Regions from separate parts of the Oryctolagus cuniculus genome. Here region 2 is linked to region 1. The links are chromatin contacts, called in public Hi-C maps. All regions are on one chromosome and are shown on one strand. Each heading gives the region's core, a stretch centred on a gene start, on an enhancer-like site or on the middle of the called end of the contact. The rest is flanking DNA. Distances are from core to core; before and after follow the strand shown. Region 1 has its middle 44 kb from the start of CDKN3. Region 2 holds the start of BMP4 (bone morphogenetic protein 4).

Evidence for each region. Hi-C and Micro-C count contacts between places; a contact is called where the count stands out from the background.
Region 2: a contact with region 1 is called in a Hi-C map of an unstated tissue, with 3 times the contacts expected there. The contact joins the promoter of BMP4 here to the enhancer-like site in region 1. A contact is called at or near these places in 2 of 6 Hi-C or Micro-C datasets (skin fibroblasts and an unstated tissue).

Annotation. Positions count from the first base shown.
Region 1 is chr12:22,104,621-22,108,053 of mOryCun1.1, reverse strand. No RefSeq gene overlaps it. Among named protein-coding and RNA genes, the nearest start is that of CDKN3, 44 kb to the right of the region's middle. Within about 2 kb of position 1,798, at least 1 of the 8 cell types and tissues checked has an H3K27ac peak or open chromatin away from gene starts, as enhancers often do.
Region 2 is chr12:22,466,119-22,469,551 of mOryCun1.1, reverse strand. It overlaps BMP4 (bone morphogenetic protein 4), which reads right to left and starts at 1,743. Exons shown (of 2, transcript NM_001195723.1): 1 at 1,371-1,743; 2 at 1-448. The coding sequence starts at 1,743.

The DNA.
Region 1 (3,433 bases), core at 549-3,048:
TGAAACTCCCCGATTTTCATCTCTAACCCATCACACAATGGCACAGCCTGCTCAGGAAGACCTCTTCCCATTCAATTAAATTTAAATTAAATGGACTTTATTCTGCACCTAAGCACAATTCAGTAGATTCCACACTTGCACACGCTGCGTTGCTCAAACAGAGCCATTTAGACCCGACTCCGCAGTGTGCGCCAGGGTTGAGCAGCACGACGCGATTGTCTCAGAGACATCCTGGCCCTCCTCACTTCACCTTGAAACCCATTCCGGGGACGGAGGCTGCTTTCATCACAGCCTTATCGCCTCCTTCTCGCCTTCCGATCGCGGGTCCTATCTCCTGCCCGCCGAGCTTGGCCGAGGGCATTTCCCTTCGACACCTAACAAACGGCTTTCCATGGGCTGTGTTTTTCTGTTTGTCTCCAACACAAGGCTCAGTGCTCCGCTTTCTGGGAAGTTTCTAGTTGTTCCAGGGGGTGAAGCTTCCCGTTTATGCAGGTGAGTGTCCCGAAGCTCAAGTGAGAGCAGCTGGGTCATAATACTCCTGCCTCCCTGGAGAAAGCGGCTTGCAAAGAAAACCTTATTGTTTGCCTGCATATTTGCTCAGAGTGAAATTGGCAAGAAAATAGAAGTCCCCGCTGTCTTCCTCGTGCCATTTTCATATTCTTGCCTCTACTACGACCCATCAAAGAAGTCATTCGGCTAGCTTTGTCTACTCTACTCTTCACTAACAACTAGTTAAAAGGACTTCACCCTTAACCTCAGTACCTGTAACCAAATGTAAGATAGCAATCAACCTTCCTACCGCCGTGTTTTCCTACTTAATTCTTTCCCTGTGGGCTGACTCTTGGACATGGAATTCAAACACACGAACACATTTCTACACACCTCCCCAAGCCAGCTTTGCTTTATCACCTTCCGCCAAGGCGTGGAACACTGTATCCCATAAACAGGACTGGTAAGGGCAGATCCGAGCCAACCTTTTCTTTGGCTGCCTTTCAAAACGTTGTTTAAAACAAGATATGCTCTTGAACTGGAAAAAGGCATAACACATGATAACCTTCGAAAGCAGCTACTTGCTCTGCCCAACCAACCTCATTGCACAACACCCTGACTTCACATGAAGCGCTGTCTTCAGCTACAGGCCAGAGGAAGGTACGAAGTGACCCAATGGAGGTGAGATGAATTTCAGTGTGACTTGGCCATAGTGAAATGCTGCACCAAATTTGACCACAAAGAAATATCTAACAAGTGTAGGATAATGCAAAATTCTTAACTCTATCACATAATCTAATCCTATCACATAGGATTCTAATTATCATCCCTTAACCTCCCCAGCTGGCTGTCCAACAGTCATGCCTACTCTAGGAATCACTTCCTTGGTGTTAGCCAGGGACCTGTCCCGAGTCACCAACGCTCTCTCAATGCTATTTGGAAGAAGGTAGCCTGTGCAATGGAGTGATCTCCTCAAGGCAGAGCTAACTCAAATGGTTAACCACTGACATCCCACACCAGATCTGTGAAGCTAAACCAACCAAGTAAGATCCCACACTTACACACAACAAGCAAAGGAAATACCCTTTTTCTGTCACCGTCTGTTAAAACAGACACATAAGCAAGCCCAGATTCAGGTCAATGGGCAAAGATACAGCCCAGCCTCAGTGGAGTGGGACCAAGGACACAGCGTGCCCGCGGGGCCAAACAGCACTCGCTTCCTTTGTTTGCCGCTTGCGCCCTCTGTGAGAAGAAAGCATGCAGAGAATTTTTGTGAGCTGAAGTGTTTTAAGCCAGCTGGGCCAGACCCAGTTTCTGCAGAAGTCACCTCCTGAGAGTGTGGTGTCAGCGTTGCCATGGAATCGGGGCGGGATGGATTCTCCTAACTCCTCCCGCAGTACTCCTGCCTCTGCCAGATGTGACGCTAGCGGCCAGCACGTCTCGTCCTCCCGGGAATGAGCCCCAGCACCGTCAGCAAGGCAGTTCTATTTCAACCGTGCACAGATAGCATCACCAGAAGGGGTTCCCTCATGTGCCCACGAAGCCCACAGAGAAACCTCGGCCTGGGGGAACCTCCCTGAGGGAAAGGGACCCTTCCAAGTATGGCTGCTCCGTGCCCTGTTCCCAGGCCCCTGCAGTAGCTCTGCAGGTCCAGCTCTCACCACTGGCTCACCCTGTATCTGCAACAGAATGCCTGACCTGGTGCTGGGTTTCCCCATCTGTAACATCACAGTAATTATTTCAGTAATTAAGCACCTGCCCCGCCCCCCACTGCCTTTTACTTTCATGGTCTTAATCCAATAAATTCAAAATACACAATGGATGTGGCGTTGGTAAATTCTCCCAACGTCTAAGGGAGACACAGTATTTGTGTCCCTTATAACTGGCTGCTCACACAGAAGGGAAGGGATTTCCTCATGACAGGCAGTGAACCCCTGGGCAAAGACTCCCGCTGCCCTCACATCCTCCTCCGTCTGACTTCTACAGTGCTGAGTGCCCAGTGACTGGGACAGGTGGGCACGTCTCCCAGTGCTATTCCTCTCATTATTCATCCTTTCGGGCCTTATCCAATCTAAGGTTTTATCACAAGGAAAGAAATCCCCAAAACACGATTTGTGTACAGACTCAAACCTGAACTTGCAAACTGAAAATCTGTCAAAATGAGGCAAACATTAAACTCAGAATTTCTTTGTTTGTTTGTTTATTTAGTTTGGAAAAAGACCCCCAAATTTGTTCTCCCTTGCACCTTAGGAAATTCAGTACCCAATGCTTCCCTATAAATAGTTGTCAATAAACACAACTACTGCAAATGTATTCAGTAAATGTTGAGGTCAAAGGCCTTTGCTGTTTATTGCCTTGTAAACTCAAAGACAAGTGAATTTATGGCTTGAATGAGTTTCAGGGTATTGGCCTTCATAAAAGTTCGGAATCCCAGGTACAAAATGCTCCATCAGCTCACACCAAAGCCATGCTGGACAGCACTGAGAGAGCCCGCCACTGGATTCATAATTCAAACACGTCACCGAGAGGGTATTGTTCACCGTGTTGCACACATCCCCAGGGGTTACGGCTGAACCGCGCCTGTCATTATTACAAGAACTTGCTTCAGCTGAACTATAAATTGCTGCTGCTTCTTAAACAGTATCGCCTATTAGCCCAGCAATGCACACTCTCCAAAATATCAGAGGAAATGGGTCAAGAAGGGAAAATTCATCATTTTTCTCTAGCCTTTGCCTAAGGAGAACACCTATAATCTCTTCCATAGACAGCGACTGTCCAACCTGAATGGAAAGAACAACTTTCAGATGTGATCACACGGGACTATAAGGACCACTTCACGTAACTACCCTCTCGTAGTATTGAAAACCCAACCTTTCTAATCTTGAGGTGTCATGTTGTGGCTTTACATACCAGTATCCCTAGCAGAGGTAGCAGAAGAGATCCT
Region 2 (3,433 bases), core at 494-2,993, 360 kb before region 1:
ACCAGGAGGGGCCGGAGCTGGGCCCAATCCCCACTCCCTTGAGGTAACGATCGGCTAACCCTGACATGCTGGCCCTGATGGGTCCGTGTATGGTGGAGGTGAGTCACCTCCACGGCCAGCCCATGGTTGGGCTGCTTCTCCCGGGTCCATCGCAGGACCGCGGGGCTCACGTCAAAAGTTTCCCACCGTGTCACATTGTGGTGGACCAGTCTCGTGTCCAGTAGTCGTGTGATGAGGTGCCCGGGCACTGCTTCCGCCGGGGGCTTCATAACCTCATAAATGTTTATCCGGTGGAAGCCCCGCTCCCAGTCGGGGCCCTGGTCCACCTGCTCCCGGAAGAGCCGGAGCTCTGCGGAGGAGATGGCCTCGTTCTCTGGGATGCTGCTGAGGTTAAAGAGGAAACGAAAAGCAGAGTTTTCGCTGGTCCCTGGGATGTTCTCCAGATGTTCTGGGCACGGTGAGAAGGAAGGGAAAATGAAAGAGCACGTGAACTTTTTTGAGAGATGGGGATGGCGGAAGTAGCTGAGCGGGGTGATGAGTGGTGAACTCTGCTTATAAGCTGGAAGACTACGGTGGGGGCAGGGGAGGGGTGTCTGCCTGTGGGTCTGAAGGAGCAGCTAGGTAGGGCACCCAGGGAACCAACAACACTTAGCTGGCGCCTGTCTAGCACCCAAGACAGAGCATCTCCCAGCCTCCCCCATGTGCCTGACAGCTTCCACGCAGCCACTCCCTTTCTCCATCACGCTCAGACTCCCATTTAAAGCCCCCTCTTGGCTTGGCCCACAGAGCCCAGGCTGGAGGAAACATGCATGCAACCACTCTCTCCCTCTTCCTCTTTCGAGTATGTTACTAAACATTTCCCCAGCGATCTTGGAAACACAGAGCATGCCTTGTTGATCATGTTACAGGGGGGAAAATAAATTCCAACACAGTAATGATGCTGGTGGATTCATAACTCAGATTTACTTTGGAAAAGAAACATCCGCTAGGAAACATTCAGATCAGATTACAAGGCCCCTATTGAATAAACCTGACCAACGCACACAGCTGTAATATTAAATTCGGTAGGTGCTTTGGAAAAAGGGGGGGCGGGGGGCAGAAACAGCTTTGATATGGCAGAAACACACCAGCGGGACTAGCAGCCTCAGTCCCCATCTCCCAACTACCCCCACCTCCACCCCCCTAACCGCCCCCCCCCCAAATAAGTTCAGAGGCAGCTCTGGAAATTCTTGGAGGTGAGCAGCCCCGTTCCCCAGCCTCTCCGATTGGGGCTTTGATGTAACCTGAACTCTTCCCCCAGGGTGCTCAGGGCCCCCGCAGCCAGGCCTGCTGGCCCTCCCCCCTCGCCCAGACGCCAGCCAGGGACTCACCTTCGTGGTGGAAGCTCCTCACGGTGTTGGCCCGGCTGGCCGGACGCTCCGGATACTCGAGACCGCCGCTGGGCATCTGCTCTTCCTCCTCCTCCTCCCCTGACTGGAGCCGGTAAAGATCCCGCATGTAATCCGGGATGACGGCGCTCTTGCTAGGCTGCGGGCGGCGGCGCAGCCCGAACATCTGCAGCAGCGTCGCCTCGAAGTCCCGCAGGAGCTCATGGCTCTGCCCTGAGCGGCGTCCTCCCGCGTGGCCCTGAATCTCGGCGACTTTTTTCTTCCCCGTCTCAGGTATCAAACTAGCATGGCTCGCGCCTCCTAACAGGACTTGGCATAATAAAACGACCATCAGCATTCGGTTACCAGGAATCATGGTGTCTCTGGGGAGGGGTGGGGGGGTGGAATAAATAAACACCAGTAAATAGAGAGAAACAGAGAGGTGTCCGCATATGCATATAGGGCTAGCAGCACAGGGTCGGGATGCCAAGCAGGTCGGAAAGACCCAAGTCTGTGCCTTCTCCCTCGCACCCCCTCCCCCCCCCAAGCAGCTGCAGCCGTGCACGGCCTGAAAGTAAAAATTGCCCTGTAATTACTTGGTCTAACTTGTTTACAGTCAAATAACCCCAAATCAGATAGCCTCCATCCTGTTAATCTTTTTTTGTCCCAACTGCCATCTGAGCCATGATCTCAGCGTGGCTTCTTCAGGAATAAACAGTTAACATGGAGGGGGGGGTGAGGAGGGGGGGGAGGGAGAACGCAAATGCCCTCGCTCTCCACGGCCGACTTTCAGCCTCTCCCCCCTCTCCCTCCACCCCCACCTTCCTCCGCCCTCCGAGCCCAACTTCCACAACCTCCAGCTGGTCGGGACCGTCAGGGAGGGAAGGCGGAGAGGCAGGGACTGGACGGAGGCGCGGGGCGGGCGGCGGGGTCCGGGGGGGCTGCCCCGGCGGCCGGTTTTGCGCCGTGGCCGACGAGGGTGAAATACTCGGCAGGAGGTGTGATCGTGTCGGCACGCTCCCTCCCGGGGAAGGGGGTGGCAGCCGGCTCCGGGGAGAACTCCGCGAGCTTTGACAAGAGGCTGGGACCGCTCCACGGGCGCTCGGAACGCTCCCCTAGGCCAGCGGGGCAGGGACGCGGAGTGGCGGGCGCGCAGGACCACCCCGGGGCAGCGGACCTGTCGTCTCTGAGCCCCCACCCCAACCCCAGCCCCGCGCGCTCCCTTGCCCTGCACCGCGCCCGATCGGAGCCGGCAGCACTTGTTAAAAAGAACCGGCTGGGTCTGCGCGCGCCGGCTGCGGGGCCGCGAGCGGAGCGTGGAGGGCAGTGAATTCCCGGGAGGGGGTAAGCAAGAGGTGTCTACTCACTGACAGAAAACAAGGCATATAATAACAGTCCATGATTCTTGGCAGCCAATCTTGAACAGACTTGCTGGAAAGGCTCAGAGAAGCTGCGGCCGCGCGTCGCTCGGGATGGCACTACGGAATGGCTCCTAAAATGAATATTTGAATATAATGAGACTCGGGCGCAGACAGGCTCTGTTTTTCTTCCAGCCCCTCGGAGTCACGTGAACGCCGAGGCCCCGCCCGCCCCGCCTCCACCCGCCGCCCCCGCTCGGTCCCCGCCCCTCCAGGCGAGGCCAACCTCCGCGCCCGCCGCCCGAGCCTCGGCGGCCGGGGAGGAGCTCCCGACGGCGGCGCTCAGCGGAAACCTCGGCCGGTGCCCCGCCGCCAGCGCGCGGAGGACCTGGCCTTTGCCTCCAGCTGCGGCGCGCCATGCCGAGGGTCTGGCCGGCCCCTCGTCCCCGGGACGCTTTAGCCACAGGTCCCGGGCACGAAAGAAAGGGTTTGCGCTTTGCGGCCCGAGCCTCGCTCCAGGGGTTGGCAGTGGAGTTTCAGCCGCCCGGAGCCTCCGCACCGAGAGGCATGGGTACCGGGAAGCGCAGCGGGACCCTCCGCGCACGCTCGCACGACCCCAAGCACGCGCGCGCGCGCCCTGCCGGTCCTCCCTGGGGTCTCGGCGAGGCCAAACATCACCCCTGGCGAGCGGCTGCGGGCGCTCCGAGC